Linked DNA regions of Sus scrofa: region 2 is linked to region 1. Evidence: chromatin contacts called from public Hi-C data. All regions are on one chromosome and are shown on one strand. The core of a region is the stretch at or near the end of the contact, and the rest is flanking DNA. Distances in the headings are between cores, read along the strand shown. Region 1 holds the start of LOC106507543 (collagen alpha-1(I) chain). Region 2 overlaps ATP2B1 (ATPase plasma membrane Ca2+ transporting 1).

Evidence for each region. A called contact is a pair of places that touch in the nucleus more often than the background predicts.
Region 2: a contact with region 1 is called in a Hi-C map of skeletal muscle, with 2.0 times the contacts expected there. The contact joins the enhancer-like site here to the promoter of LOC106507543 in region 1. A contact is called at or near these places in 6 of 47 Hi-C or Micro-C datasets (blood, liver, mesenteric adipose tissue and 1 more) and 2 of 2 datasets of contacts at active chromatin or transcription factors (alveolar macrophages and skeletal muscle).

Annotation. Positions count from the first base shown.
Region 1 is chr5:92,934,216-92,941,176 of Sscrofa11.1, reverse strand. It overlaps LOC106507543 (collagen alpha-1(I) chain), which reads left to right and starts at 3,397. Exons shown (of 4, transcript XM_021091263.1): 1 at 3,397-3,589; 2 at 3,948-4,091; 3 at 4,197-4,400; 4 at 4,456-6,411. The coding sequence starts at 3,397. The coding sequence ends at 5,861. ATP2B1 (ATPase plasma membrane Ca2+ transporting 1) reads right to left here and starts at 4,650. Exons shown (of 21, transcript NM_214352.3): 1 at 4,474-4,650.
Region 2 is chr5:92,994,494-93,001,454 of Sscrofa11.1, reverse strand. All of the region lies in intron 2 of ATP2B1 (ATPase plasma membrane Ca2+ transporting 1), which reads right to left. Among named protein-coding and RNA genes, the nearest start is that of ATP2B1, 61 kb to the right of the region's middle. Within about 2 kb of position 4,119, at least 20 of the 83 cell types and tissues checked have an H3K27ac peak or open chromatin away from gene starts, as enhancers often do. A contact at or near this core is called in alveolar macrophages, liver and skeletal muscle, where this site is marked.

The DNA.
Region 1 (6,961 bases), core at 2,148-4,647:
AAGGGAATATGGAAAAAAAAATTACAGAAGTTAAAAGAAATATTTAGCATACGCACCTTATTTTTAACTCAAGATTTAAGACACCTCTCACCATTTCAAAAGACCAACAGGTCTTTGAAAACAAAATTCCTAACTTTTAAAAATAATCCAATCCACAATATTAGAAATATAATATTTCAAATATGTTCAAATTCATTTACTCAGCTGTTAATCAAATCAGGGAATGAACTGCTTTCATTATACCAAATATAAGCAACAATTAAATGTATAAAGTTAAAACCAAACAAATATGTTTATATTTCACTATAAAATTTACTCGTCATAAAATGATTTTCAAAAACTTGTGCAACTTTCACAAACTTATATAAACATATATAATGGAAAGAGCAATGAAGCAAAAACCAGAAGCCACCTAGAGTCCATTTCTGGCTAATCTGGCTGTTAGCTATATTTCCTTAGGGCCCAGACAAATCATTTTATCTACCTTAAAAAAAAAAAAGAAAGAAAAAGAAAGAAAGGTACAATCTACCTTACTCATTTATTTCACAGGTTTTCTGTAAGAACTGAATGAGATATAATACATTTTGAAATATTATAAAGCATTTTATATATCAAAATCATTATCATTAAGAATAATATTTGAGAGATACTGTCTTTAGATGCCTGCCTTAAAACAGAGTATTACAGAAATGATGAATATAAAAATTGACCTTTCGGATTCAATTAGATGTTGGACATGACTGTATAAATCCTATAAATTATAAACATAAAAAATAATATCATTCAGTTGTCTTATGTCCCCATTTATAACAGACCTATTGCTTACATAAAAACTGAAATGAAATTAGATGTGCCATGAATTGATAACTGTCAAAAGTGGTCAGTAAATACATTATTCTTTCTATTTCCACATGGTGGACAATTTCCACAATAAAAATTTTTAACAACGTATATGTGTGTGTGTAAATTATCGGTAAAAGCTAAAAAATAAATCTTTTTAAGCTCTTTTTGAAAATTATTCCCGTAACTATGGCATCCTTTTCCTTCAATGTTACCTCAGATTCTACATATTTCAAAATAAGCTACTTTCACCATAACCTTCCATATATCACGACACCTGTTAGAAAATAACTATTCCCCTCCACTGGGCAAGTAAATACTCTTACCCAAGCTGCAAAAACTTAATTTTTAAACTTCTGCTTCCTGATCCTTATTTCATGACTTTTGTTCTCATTCATGACAAAATTCCAGAATTAAAAAGTGAAAATAATGTTTCAACTGCATTATGTGTAAAAACATAAGGAAAAAAGGGCGCAAACACACTTTTTTGTTAGTACTGCAAAAGACCACCAACGGTTGTAATTGGCCATTCCTCTTAAAACTTGCTGACCTATATACAACTCAATTCACGTGGTAAGAGAATGCTGAATCCAAAAGGAAATTGGCAAATATAGTCCCCAAATCAAGGATTCTATCCAGGTACGCGTAACAACATATAATCACTCTGCATACATCAACCTAATTACTCAAGATGTCCTTTAACCTGGGGCCATATTCCACAGACTGAAAAGCAAAAACTACCTTTAAACTCAAGCAGATTTTTTAACTTAAAACTATCTATAGCTCAACAGCTTATGCTTTACAGTAGTCTATGAAGAAACTGCAAATGTTGAATTAAAAATTAAATGCAGATAGAAATGATACCACCTCTGCTGTGTAATTTCAACTGTAATTGGTAATATCCATACATTAATGCATTCATTACTTGAAAGGTAAATCTTTTTCCTTTATGTCACATCTGCAGTCATAATCATTAAAAATTATCCTGTGTCTAAAGAGACAATCCTTAAATTTTTGATTTGTGAGCGAGGGGAACACAAGGGAGCAAGTGGGCAGGGAAGGAAGAAATCTCACCCATTCAGCTGTCACTACAGCATCTGTTTTCTAAGCATTAAAAACTCTGTTTATTTTTATATGAGATATTTTGAGAAAAGCCATACACAGAAACCACTTTTTCCAATACGGTCTTCAATAACTGGGTATAAGTACTCCTGCTGAAAGTCTTCGTTTGTATTATTTAAAAACAAGTAATTGTAAAACTCTAGTCAAACCATAAATGGCAAGATGTTGGGAGATGAAAAACAAAAAAGGAATTACTATACCTTATTCAAACAAAGTTCATAATTTTGCATGTTTACTTTAGAATCTGTTAATAGCACAGAAGCTAAAAAAAATTTATAAAACTACTATCATGCTGGTGGATATCCTTATTTGGAGGCAATGGCTAGTTTTAAACATCTATTTATGATAAAGCTATTACTTTCCTTATTTTCCTAGGTAGATACCTTAGATCACTGCCCCTATTATTTTATCATAAGCACAAATCAAATCTAGTTTCTCATCTCATCTCAGAAGTCTACATTAAATTTCAAGCTTCAAATTAAAAAAACAATTTCCCACACAATTGCAGAACCCCCCCCCCATAAAAGAGTGAGGAATTACAGAATACAGAAAAAAGAAGACAATTCACCTTACACATCTAAATGGGGATGCCAGGAACGACACCAACTGGAACAAAAATCAAGAAGGCATCCTTTGAATGTTCATCATTTTAATAAAAGAAAATGCCGAAATTTTAAATTAAAGGTGGCGCTCTGTCCTCAACTCACCCGATTGTGACTCACTTTTGCAGACTATATGGTAGGAAATAACAGTTACTTTTCAAAGATCATTGCAGTTACACCGAAGCCAAAATCAGGACAGAGATCCACCCTTAATTACAGCAATTTAACTGTCTCATGCAAAGCAAGGTAGAAACTAAGACGCCCCCCTGAAATGGCTAAATAAGCCCATTTCATACACTAGTTCTCAAAGGATCCCTTTAAGGACAGTGTGTCTATTTGCTTCAAATCTGAACTCACCAGGACAAAAAAGAAAAAGGGGGGGGGGACCAAATGAACTGCTCAAGTACAAAAAGCAGATTCTCCTCCAATCCCTCTAATTCCCCCAATCCGCCTCCGCCACACACAAGGACAGGGAGTCTGGGGAAAGCTGGCAGCAGGGCAAGCGGTTGAAGGCCCTTCATTCACTCACATGGGCCACTATCCAAAGGGTTACACACCCTCTGCCCAAGGAGAGCCTCATACAAAGCAGATCCTTACAAGTACTTCTTATTATAAAATACACCCACGCTGAACGAGAGATTTTAAAATAAGGCTGTCCTCAGGTGGGGGAGGTTAAACACAACAAAGGCTTCCATGTTGAAAGGCAGAGTCCCGATATATGCATATACCTACACGCGTATGAAGAAAAATCCATATAACTAATTTATCATGAACAGCAATCGATACCAACAGGAGCCATTAGATTATTAATAAACCGAGAAAAGTAGCATGCATGGCAGCCAAAGGTGCCTGGCTGCTGAGCTCTAAACCCAGGAAAGGTAAAATTATGCCTGCCGAGGCGAGGATCGAGCCCTCCGCAGATTTAAAGACCCCCTCTGAACCTCTTGCCCTCCCCTCCGCGCCAGGCACCGCTGCACCGCACAGGGTTCGAGCCCTCCCTGCGCTGCGAGTCCTGCAGAAAACTGGTGAATGAAATGCGCACAGAAACCAGCCTGGCCAGTGACCGCTGCACAGAACCAGGGGTCGCTAACTAGCTCAGCCACAGGATTCTCCTGCAGGATGGAATAAAGGGAGCACCCCCCAGCACCACCACCTCTGCAACTGGAATGCGGTTCTTTCTTACAGACCCTTCCAAAAAGGGGGTGGAGAACGCAGGATTTTTTTCTTCTTCCTTTCTTTCTTTTAAAACTAAGTCTAAAAACGCGAATCGGAAGCAACCGTAAATATCCTGGGGAGCCAGACGAGAGACACCGGGAGAAAGGCGAGGCGGTTCTCCAACCCCCGGGGAATCACCGTCCTGTGCGACACGCATCAATCAACTAGCCCCCGCCGGGGGCCAACGCCGGCCCCGCTCTCCGCCCGCGGAGCGCCAGCGGGGCCGAAGTCGGGGATTTAGAGGGGTGACCCTCCCCGGGCGCGGGGAAAGACTGCCGGGCACCGCTGCCCTCAAGGTCACCAGGCGCCGAGGCAGGGGCGGCCGGCCGCAGGATGGGCTATGGCGCGGCCGAGGCGGCTAGGAGAAGTCGAAGAGCTGAGGGTGTAGACGCGGAGTACCACCCAGCCGGTCCCTAGGGCCCTGGGCGGGGACTCCCGGCCGGACCCCGCGCCACGGCTCACGCCGAGAAACCCGCTCACCTTTACGATCTCTCTGGGCGGGCGCGGTGCTCCCACCTGCGAAGGGGCCCCCCGCACGCCCCGCCAACTTCGCTCCAGAATCCGCGCAGTCCGCGGAACACCCACTTGTCAGGACCCCCGCCGCGACGCCCCGACCTCCGCGTTCCGCCCGGCCTCCCCCGCAGGTGACCTGCCCCGCCGCCCCCGCCGCGAGCAGGCGGCGGCCGCCACTCACCTCGCCCGGCAGCAGGAACCATTTTCCGAGGGGGAAAGGAAGGGGAGGCTGCGAGAGGGTCGGGGGAAGGGGACGGTGAGGACGGCGGCCAACGCAGAGAACCGGGACTCGGCCGGTGCGCAGGCGGCTCGCAGGACTCCGGGCGCCACGCGGAGGTTCGGCTGCACCTCGAGGATGAAGCGGCCGTGGAGCCACAAGCTCGGCGTCCACCAGCCGGGGCTCCCTACTCACGCTGCACTGCGAGGAGGCGGCGGCGGCGGCGGAGGAGGCGGCGCCCGGCCCGGCCCCCGCCCAGAGCCCGGCAGCAGCCGAGTGGCCGCCCGCGTCCCCGCAGGACCCGCCTCCTGGGCTCCGCAGAGCCGCACACAGGGCGCGCCGCGCTCAGCACGGGCAGTTCTGCCGGCCTCACGCCGCCGTCCGCAACGGCGGCCGCGGGCAGGGTGCAGCCCCCTCTGGGAGCCCGGCAGTCCGCCCTGCACGAGGCGGGGCCCGCGGCCCCCGGGGAGTGGACGGCCGAGCACGAGGGGGCTGCGAGAAGCTTCAGGCAGGGGCCCCGTCTGCACCGGGTGGCGCGAAAGATTGCCGGGGGCGCAGGGGAAGGAGAACTCTCACCCGTTCCGGTCCGGCGCTCCCTTCTCTCCACACCCTCTCGCCTCCAGCTCCACGCTGGCGGCACAGCTGCTGCCACTGCCGCCGCCGCCGCCGCCGCCAAAGCTAGCGCCGCCGCCGCCGCCGCCGCCGCAGCCCTGGCTAGGCGCGGTCACGTGACGCGGCCCGCGGGGAGCCTGGGGGCGGGCAGACGCGCGCGCGGGAGGAAGCGCGGCTCGAACGGGGACTGGGAACCCGGCGACGCGGAGAGGGCGTTTAAGGGGAGGACCCGGCGAGCTCGCTCCCGGCAGGCGAGCGCGTACGCGGCAACTAGAGCTTGCCGCGCGGTGGCGAAAGGGTGTGAGGGGCGGGGGACTCGCGCCTCCGCGCGCCCCTCCCGCTCTTCCTTCGCCCGGCGCCTCGGCCGGCCGCTTCCCCCGCCCCCTCCTGTTCGCCTCTTTCCTCCAGCCGCTGCCGGCGATTGGCTGAGAGGCTCTGACGTCCGTGTTTCCATGACGTATCGGGGCAGGGGGGCGGAGGGGGAGGAGGGGGTGGATCGGGCGCGCCGGGCAGTGACTTCGTCAGGCACAGCTGCAGTTTCAGCGCGGGTCGCGGCGTCGCCCGCGGCTCCCGACGCCGAGAGCGATGACTGCCGCAGGCGGACTCCGGCGCCTTCACCTGGAGCCGAGCCCGAGCCACCCCCAGCCAGCGCCCCTTCGAGCCCAGGAGCCAGGCGGGCTGGGGCCAGCTCTCCGGGCGTGCATAGGTTAAGGCTTACGCCCGCGTCCGCTGACCCTTGAGCACCTCCTCGCCGCGTCTCCGCTCCACTCAGTGCCGGACTCGGTGCCTGTCCCGGGCCGTGACGCAGGCGCCAGACGACAAAAGTGCCTCCCAGCTCTTTCCCTCCTTGGGCAGGGCCGCGCAGACCCCGCTCCGGGAGCCCCTCTCTCGCTTCCTGCGGGTCGGGCCCGTAAGACTCCGGGGGTCCCAGCTGCAGCGCCCAAAGGGTTAACGCGTTCGGCGGATGCAAACTGGCCTGTCAGGATCTGCGCTCCGAGCACCCGTGTTTTCGTTTAGGGTTTGCCCTTTCTACGTATGCCAAGCCATTGGCTCATTTGTAGCATCTTGACCCAACACCCTTCTTTCGTGGGAGGGAAAGGAAAATGAAAAAAAAAAAAAAAACCACGGGTATTAAATAATAATAAAAGGTAACCTGACTGGCCCCAACCTTCAAGAGATTTTGCAAGTTAATAAAAAAGAAACCACTGTGATGACATCTTTAAAAATAAAACGGTTTTTCCTTCCTACTTAACACATGCACACGTGTATTGGTGTCTTACCTAAGACACTGCTCCATCTTCATCTAACCGCCTGTTTCAAGTAACCCTCGCAGCTCCTTTGGAGACCGTGTCAGTGTGATTTTTCAGTACCACTTAATGAAAACAAAAAGAGGTTTGCAGAGTCTTCCTCCTTTCTCTTAACTCCAGGACTGGAAAAATTAATGTTTGTAACATCTTCCTGAAAGCAGACAGGCGATGTGAAGGACTTTATTATGAACGTTCACTCTGGTAGGGTTTATAGTAAAATATTTTTGAAGGATTAGAAACTAAATATGTAAAAAGTTTAAAAAGCAAAAAAAAAAAAATCCTAAATTAACCCTGTTGAATAAAAAGGTTGTTTTTTTTTTAATCAATTTACGTATCTTACCAGGTCAACACAGTAGGAACCTAGTGAGCTGTTCCCTTGACAAGCAAAATTAGCACTGTGCCCAGGATGACATCGGTTTTCCTCTCTTTAACCACTGTTAAGAAATTGGTTGGTGGGTACAATAGCCCTTCCTGTCACTATTTCAAAACTTCTTAGCAGAGGAACAGATTAACTTTTCAGAACGGCTTAGAAG
Region 2 (6,961 bases), core at 2,870-5,369, 60 kb before region 1:
CATGGGACGGGCGGCTAGGGTTCTTAGAACACCAAAAGCAACGGAGAAGAAGTGCTGACACACACACATACACACACGTTTGTGCAGTACTGCAGAGCTTTAAAAAGATGATGTGGCTGATTATAGCAAACGGTGTTACAAAGGTGGAGTAAAATGAAGACAGAAAATGGGCGCCTGGCTTTCGCTAGATGGAGGCCAGTGGTCTTGCTAAGGCACCTTTCAGAGCCGTATGCAAGAAAGTGTGATTGGAAAGGACTGGACAGAGAACGGGCACGAGTTAAGTGGAAACCATGAGTAGAGATAACTTCTTCCAGGAGTGTGATGCACGGTAGAGAAATAAAGCAGCAAAAGTGAAAAATGAAGCAGGAAAAAGATGACTTAAAATGTGGGGGGCACCCCTTGCTGTACAGTGGGAAAATAAAAAAAAAAATGTGGGGGGTCTTGGGAGTTCCCCTTGTGACTCAGCAGTAGCAAACGCAACTAATATCCACGAGGATGCGGGTTCCATCCCTGTCCTGGCTCGGTGGGTCGGGGATCTGGTGCCGGGAACTGCAGGTGGAGGTCGCAAATGCGGCTTGGATCCTGTGCTGCTGTGGTGTAGGCCAGCAGCTCTGATTAGATCCTTACCCTGGGAATTCCAAACGCCGTGGGTATGGCACGAAAAAGATTTTTTAAAAGACGTATGACAGATATTAAGGCAAATTATTTAGCGATGGCAATGATCAACTAGAAAGGACCATAATGCTGATACCGGAGACACAGGCTAATTAACCCAGAGCAAAGCCAGAGGAAACGAAATCCAGGGCGTGAGTGTAGGAAGCGGCTTCCACTGCGAGGAGGGAGAAAGCAAAGTCTAGACCGAAGAGAAAGGTAAGCTGCTGGACCTGGTAATGAGACTACACGGCCCTAGTTTTAAAAAGAGAGGATATGTGGTATCTAATCATTATGAATAGCTAATGAATAAATATAATGAGAAACCTTCTGCCTAGTCCTGCGGGCTCACTTGGCTGTAGTGCAGTAGCAGTGAGGCCAAGGGCATGTGTGGCATTGATCTCTTTGTGGCCCAGTTAGCCTCCCAAAAATAAAACATTCAAAAACCATCAAAAGCGGCCTCAGAACATCTGCTTTTAGGGTCTGGATCCACCATTCTATAAATAGATGAGTGGTTCAAGAGAATTGTCTTTACATTTGAAAGGGACACATCATGGGGTAAAATGCAAATTCTACCCATAGCTTGATGTTTCACCAAAAAACGTAGCACTCCAACTGCTGGGGCTAATAAAATCATGTCTTAATTTAGGAAATCAAGAGGGGAGAGCACCAGATTAGAGAAGCACGCAGTTTAAGTGAAAATCTTGGCTGCCGCACAGCACATCCTAGAGTCTTACCAACTTCTGTACTTGCAATGTCAGTCTCGGGGCGGGGGGGGCAGTGCTGGTGGGAGCAGCAAGCCTGAGTTCTTTGAGTAGGGGCCACAGGAAAACATGCACAGCAAGAAAGTACGTGAAAATGTGTGTTTGTGTGCATTCTTCTTGAAAAACAGACTAACACTCTGATCCGATGCTCAATTTCAAAACAGGACGTGACTCCCTCCCAAATGTAAGAGTCACTGTCTAAAGTCAAACCTAGGCCTTCGCCCCTGAATGCCAACCAGGGGCCGCATATGGTGACAGGCATAAGCATACAAAGGGAAATGAGTCAGAGAGGATGCCCTTCTCTGGCACCTGCCTTCAAGGAACTCATTTGGTGGGGCAGACTGACACGTCATCAGCGGGTCACAACCCAGCGTGTTGGGTGTAATGGTGGGTGGTGAGCATGTCCATGGAAGTCAACAAAGGGAGCGAGAATCCACATTTAGGGAGCTGGGGCGGGTAAGGGACTCCTAAGACAGCAAACTTGAGATCTCAGGAACGAGCAAGAGATCAAGTCCCAGGAAGGGTGAGGCAGAGTGTTTTGGGTGAGAGATCAGTTTGTAGCAGGATCAGAAACAAGAGTGAGCGTGGCACAAAAGTAGTTAGGAAAACTGAAAATTTAGCTATGCCTCAAAACACTGAGCAGGAGAGTTGGAAAGAAGAGATGAGAGAGGTAAGCATGAGCCAGACCCCGAAGAGATGTGCTCACCTGGTGAGAAGTCCAGAGTTCCGTCTAAGGGCCGTGCGAAACCACGGCCGCCTCTAAGCAGGAGAGTGACAGACAGAGTGAAGGGAGACAGGAAAAGACACCAGTTAGTATGCTGTTACCTGAATTATGCAAGAGAAAGACAGTGACCTCAACCAGGGTGGTGGGGAGGCAGAGAAGCAGATACCCTTGAGTTCAGAGACAGGCGTTAGAATTTCCATGTCGTATGGACCCAGGGCGTGAGAATAGGCCAAAGATTCCTATCAGAGTCAAGACCACCTACCAAGGTGAAAGACAGGGCCCCTGGAAGAGGGAAAAGGAAAGGATGCTTTGGAGAGGCTGAGAAAATGAAGTTGTCTAAAAGCCACTGAGCTTTCAGGCCCCAAACCTGGGAGAAAAGCCTGGACTGGAGCCACAGATGTCAGAGTCAGATGTGAGGTCTCAGAAGCGGAGGCATCACCCAGGGAGAAGGCGGAGATGAAGAGAAAGGAACCCAGGGCCTGCCGACGTCTAAAGGAAAGCACGGGAGGCTGATGAAAATGGTCAGACAGGAGGAGAGCAGACCCTCAGAGTGTGACGTCATGAAAGCAGAAGAGAATGCTTTGAGACGGAAATATGTCTTTCGAACTCAGAACACCGAACTTGAAAAAAACTAAAGCCATGCTACTGCAGGCTAGATCAAATACCACTTTAAAAGATCATACACATGCTAGAAAGTTTGAAAAGTAGTATTACAATTATTTTCAAAAAATTCATAAGCAGTGAAAACTGGTGACCTGAGCAGGTATTAAATTAAATGTATAATTCTCTATTATAGCAGGAGAAAACTTTCTAGAACAAGGTCACACAGGATCATCAACAAAAAACCCTCATTAGGAACTGTTTATAAGTATTAAAAAATACATGGCTGGCACACTCCGGCCAAGAAAATCCTGGTCAAATGCCTGAAAAGGCTGTGCCAACCTGTGTGGCCAGACACATACGTCCGGGCATTACAGTGTTCTTGCACTGTGATGATTTATGAGTCAATAATGATTTATCCTGGGCAAAAGGCCCATTTCTTTAGAGTTAAGCATGTATTTCCATGTGTGACTGTCAGTCTAATGATATTACCCCATGAAGACATGGCCAAAGCACACCATTACCAACAGCCTTACTACCAGCAAGTGCAAATATAAACTCCCATCTGAAACCTTTTGGAAACATTCGTCAGCCAGGGACAACTGCTGTTGACTCTACCCTGCTTCCTACCACAGGCGACTTCTGTTTCTCTCCTACCACTGTTTCCTTACTTCCTTTTGGTTCCCCTTTTCTACCTAATTTTAACAACTAGCACTTAAATAGCCTAGTGTCTCATTCGTTTCCAGGCCCTTTACAAATCCACTGAAGTTACACCTCTAACAGATACCACTCAGGACACCTGTCTTTAGTGTTTATGCTTAATACAGTTCCACGACTAAGAGGCATGATACGAGGGCTAGAGATCTGCATTCTTAGTCAGCATCCAATAGAAAATACAATACAGATAGCATGGGAACATATTAAGATGGAAAAGATAATGAAGAGCGAGTATAAAAAGAAAAAGATCAAAAAATATAGTTTAGAACAGAAATAAGAAAGTTAATTAGAAAACCATACAGAAGAAAATCTGTGATGGCCATTTTACATAGTGAGGCTATCATAAGGTTATTTTGGCATAAAAGTACATTCTTGGATTCTGAGGCCTATTCTGTTTGCTCTCTGATAAAACGAAACATATGAAGCAACAAGTCGCCATTCCAGCCAACCCTGCAGTGTATAGTTCTGATTCTTTTAAGAGTAAAGGTAATTAATCAGAACCACTAGAAACCTTTTCATATGAAAATCCCATTTGGTTCAAAACACCTCCTGTTGATCAGTACATGTACGGAATGCTTCAAATCAAGGTAAAGGACTAGTGTGCTAGAAAACAAGCAAGAAATTAGAAGGCCAAATGAGGAAACACAAATACAACTTCCTGAGTAGGGCATATTTTAAAGACTGGCTGCTAAACGGAAACTGAAACACCCATTCCCCCTGCCCCCCTCTCCCCCCGTGTGATTCCTGCCATCACAAAAACACTACTGCAAAGAGAGAACATAGGAACTTCTTTCTCAATATCTCAACTCTTTTGCAAGCTGAGTGAGATGAATTTTTGTAACAGGCAATGCATGACAGTAGTTAAAAAGCACGTTCTCTGTAGCTGGAATGTCTAGGTTTGAATCCCTGCTCTGGGCTTATAAGCTGTGAGATGTTGGGTAAATCACTTAACCTTTCTGCGCTGTGGGTTCTTTGGCTGTGAAAATAGGATGAGGCTGTTGTGAGGATAAAATAAGTTAACATCTGTCTGTGTTAATTACTGATCTCTAATCAGTGTTACTTAGCATTTTTGTTGTTGTTCTTAAGAAACACCTTGAATTGTTCCTCCAGACTTGAGAGCAATTTAATCCCACCACCCTAATACCTCGGATTTCCCTTGAGAGCAATCTAATCCCACCACCCCAATACCTGGGATTTCCCTTGAGAGCAATCTAATCCCACCACCCCAATACCTCGGATTTCCCTTTCCCACTCATTTCTCTCATAGGCATGTATCACTAACACATCTCATTTAACGTGTCCTGTGAACTTGTCTCCCCCATGTGAAAACACGGCAGGCAGTTTTGTTTCTTTCATAGATGTATATGCTCAGAGCCTAGGAAAGTGCCAGTTAGGAGACAGTATCTCAGCAATTCTAGAACACACATATTCTTAGCCTTTTTTTTTTTTTCTTTTCTAGGGCCTCACCCTTAACGTATGGAGGTTCCCAGGCTGGGGGTCAAATCAGACCTGCAGCCACGGGCCTACACCACAGCCACAGCAATGCAGGATCCGAGCCATGTCTGAGATCTACACCACAGCTCCCGGCAACGCCGGATCCTTAACCCACTGAGCGAGGCCCAGGATCAAACCTGCATCCTCCTGGATAATAGTTGGGTTCGTTAACCACTGAGCCACAACGGGAACACCTTCTCTGTAACTGGGATGTAACTTAACTACATACTTAAAATCACCCAAAATTACAACTGCCAACACTAATTATTTTTTAAGGATGTATATAAAATATATGATAATTAACAACCTAAATCTGATGAAAGATTGTCTATGTCAAAGAATGAAATAATGAAGGAAGGAAATAAAGGGTCAGATAAACTTCAGTTTTATCTAACTAAAATTCAGGTACTTTGAAAAATCACTTTTATCTCACTTGCCAGACTATTAGCAGGTTGTACTAACAAAAGGCTCCTTATCATCTAGATCCTTTTATTTGGGCATGCCAACTCCTGGCCGACTACTCCCAGTGAGGAGTCAATTGTTATAATTTGCCTAGTTACCGTTAGCTTTCTGAGTGAATTATTTCTATATTAAACCAGAACTATTTCTTTGGAAATGACATTCCTGTGATGGTCACCGCTGTTTTATTTATTCTTATAAGAATTATAAACACAGAAAAAAGCTTTTAATATTTTTTCACGTTCTTTAGAAGAATAATTCAAAATGACAAACTACATATGAACAGGAAAGACAAGAGTTTGTACAAATTTTGACAGAGGGAGTTCCCGTCGTGGTGCAGTGGAAACGAATCCGTCTAGGAACCATGAGGTTGTGGGTTTGATCCCTGGCCTTGCTCAGTGGGTGAAGGATCCAGTGTGGCTGTGAGCTGTGGTGTAGGTTGCAGATGCGGCTCAGATCCTGCGTTGCTGTGGCTGTGGTGTAGGCCGGCGGCTACAGCTCGGATTTGACCCCTACCCTGGGAACCTCCACATGCCACAGGTGTGTCTCTTTAAAAAAAAAAAAAAGCAAAAAAAGAAAAATTTTGACAGAAAGTAAATTTACAATACTAGGAAGAAGATGAGCAAGAAGCTTCTAATCAAAGAGGGGGAGATGGCATACACTTGTAACACAAAGCAGCAATGTTACACATATAATTTTAAGTGTTAGGTGATTATTTCTAGAGATTGGCCACGATTTCCACCAGGTGGTAAAAGAGGTACATAGCTATCCCCTCCCCTTGCCAAACTTTAAAAACTATGGTACTAGGTACAAAATTTTCAGTTAACTAAAATTTTCAGTTAACTAAAATTTTCAGTCACTAATGAAACCAAAATCAACCTCAGGAGTACTGCCCAAAATAACAGCACAAAAGGAACCGCAATGCAAATGAAAGAGAAATCGCACCCATTAAACATGAGAACATAGCATGGAGGGTTTCTCAGTGATGACAAGGGAACACTTCTGATTAACTAACAGCAGGGAAATAGGAAGACATGGTTGGGGGAAGTGCAGTGAAGTGCAGGCTTTGAAGTGAAGTTCAATATTGCTGTTATAAACAAGCTATGTTGTTCTATTGAGGGTTTGTTTTTTAATATTAATGTTTCCCATCAACTTGGTGATCTCGAAACACCCAACAATTAGATCCTAGATTAAATGTAGTACACATACATATGGCTGAATTGATGAATCTACCAACTGAGAAAAGCATATTAATGTGTAAATCTCTCAAGTTATAATAGAAAGTTAGCTAATATTTTAAAGTAGATCTGCATAATGAATAAGCTCCAAATTTTGTCAAATTACATCTGTTCAAGTCCATGGGTCTGCTCCTGTTCCCTGAATTTAAGCAGCAGAGGCCCCAGCTCCTAAAATGGTCTAGCGTATTTAAGATATAACTGACTAGTCCATGATTCTAGTGTTTCTGACTAGAGGAAAAGATCCAGACAAACTGCAAGACTTTATAGAAAAACAACAACATAATGCAGGTGCTCTGAGGAAGCCCTTTTAGGAT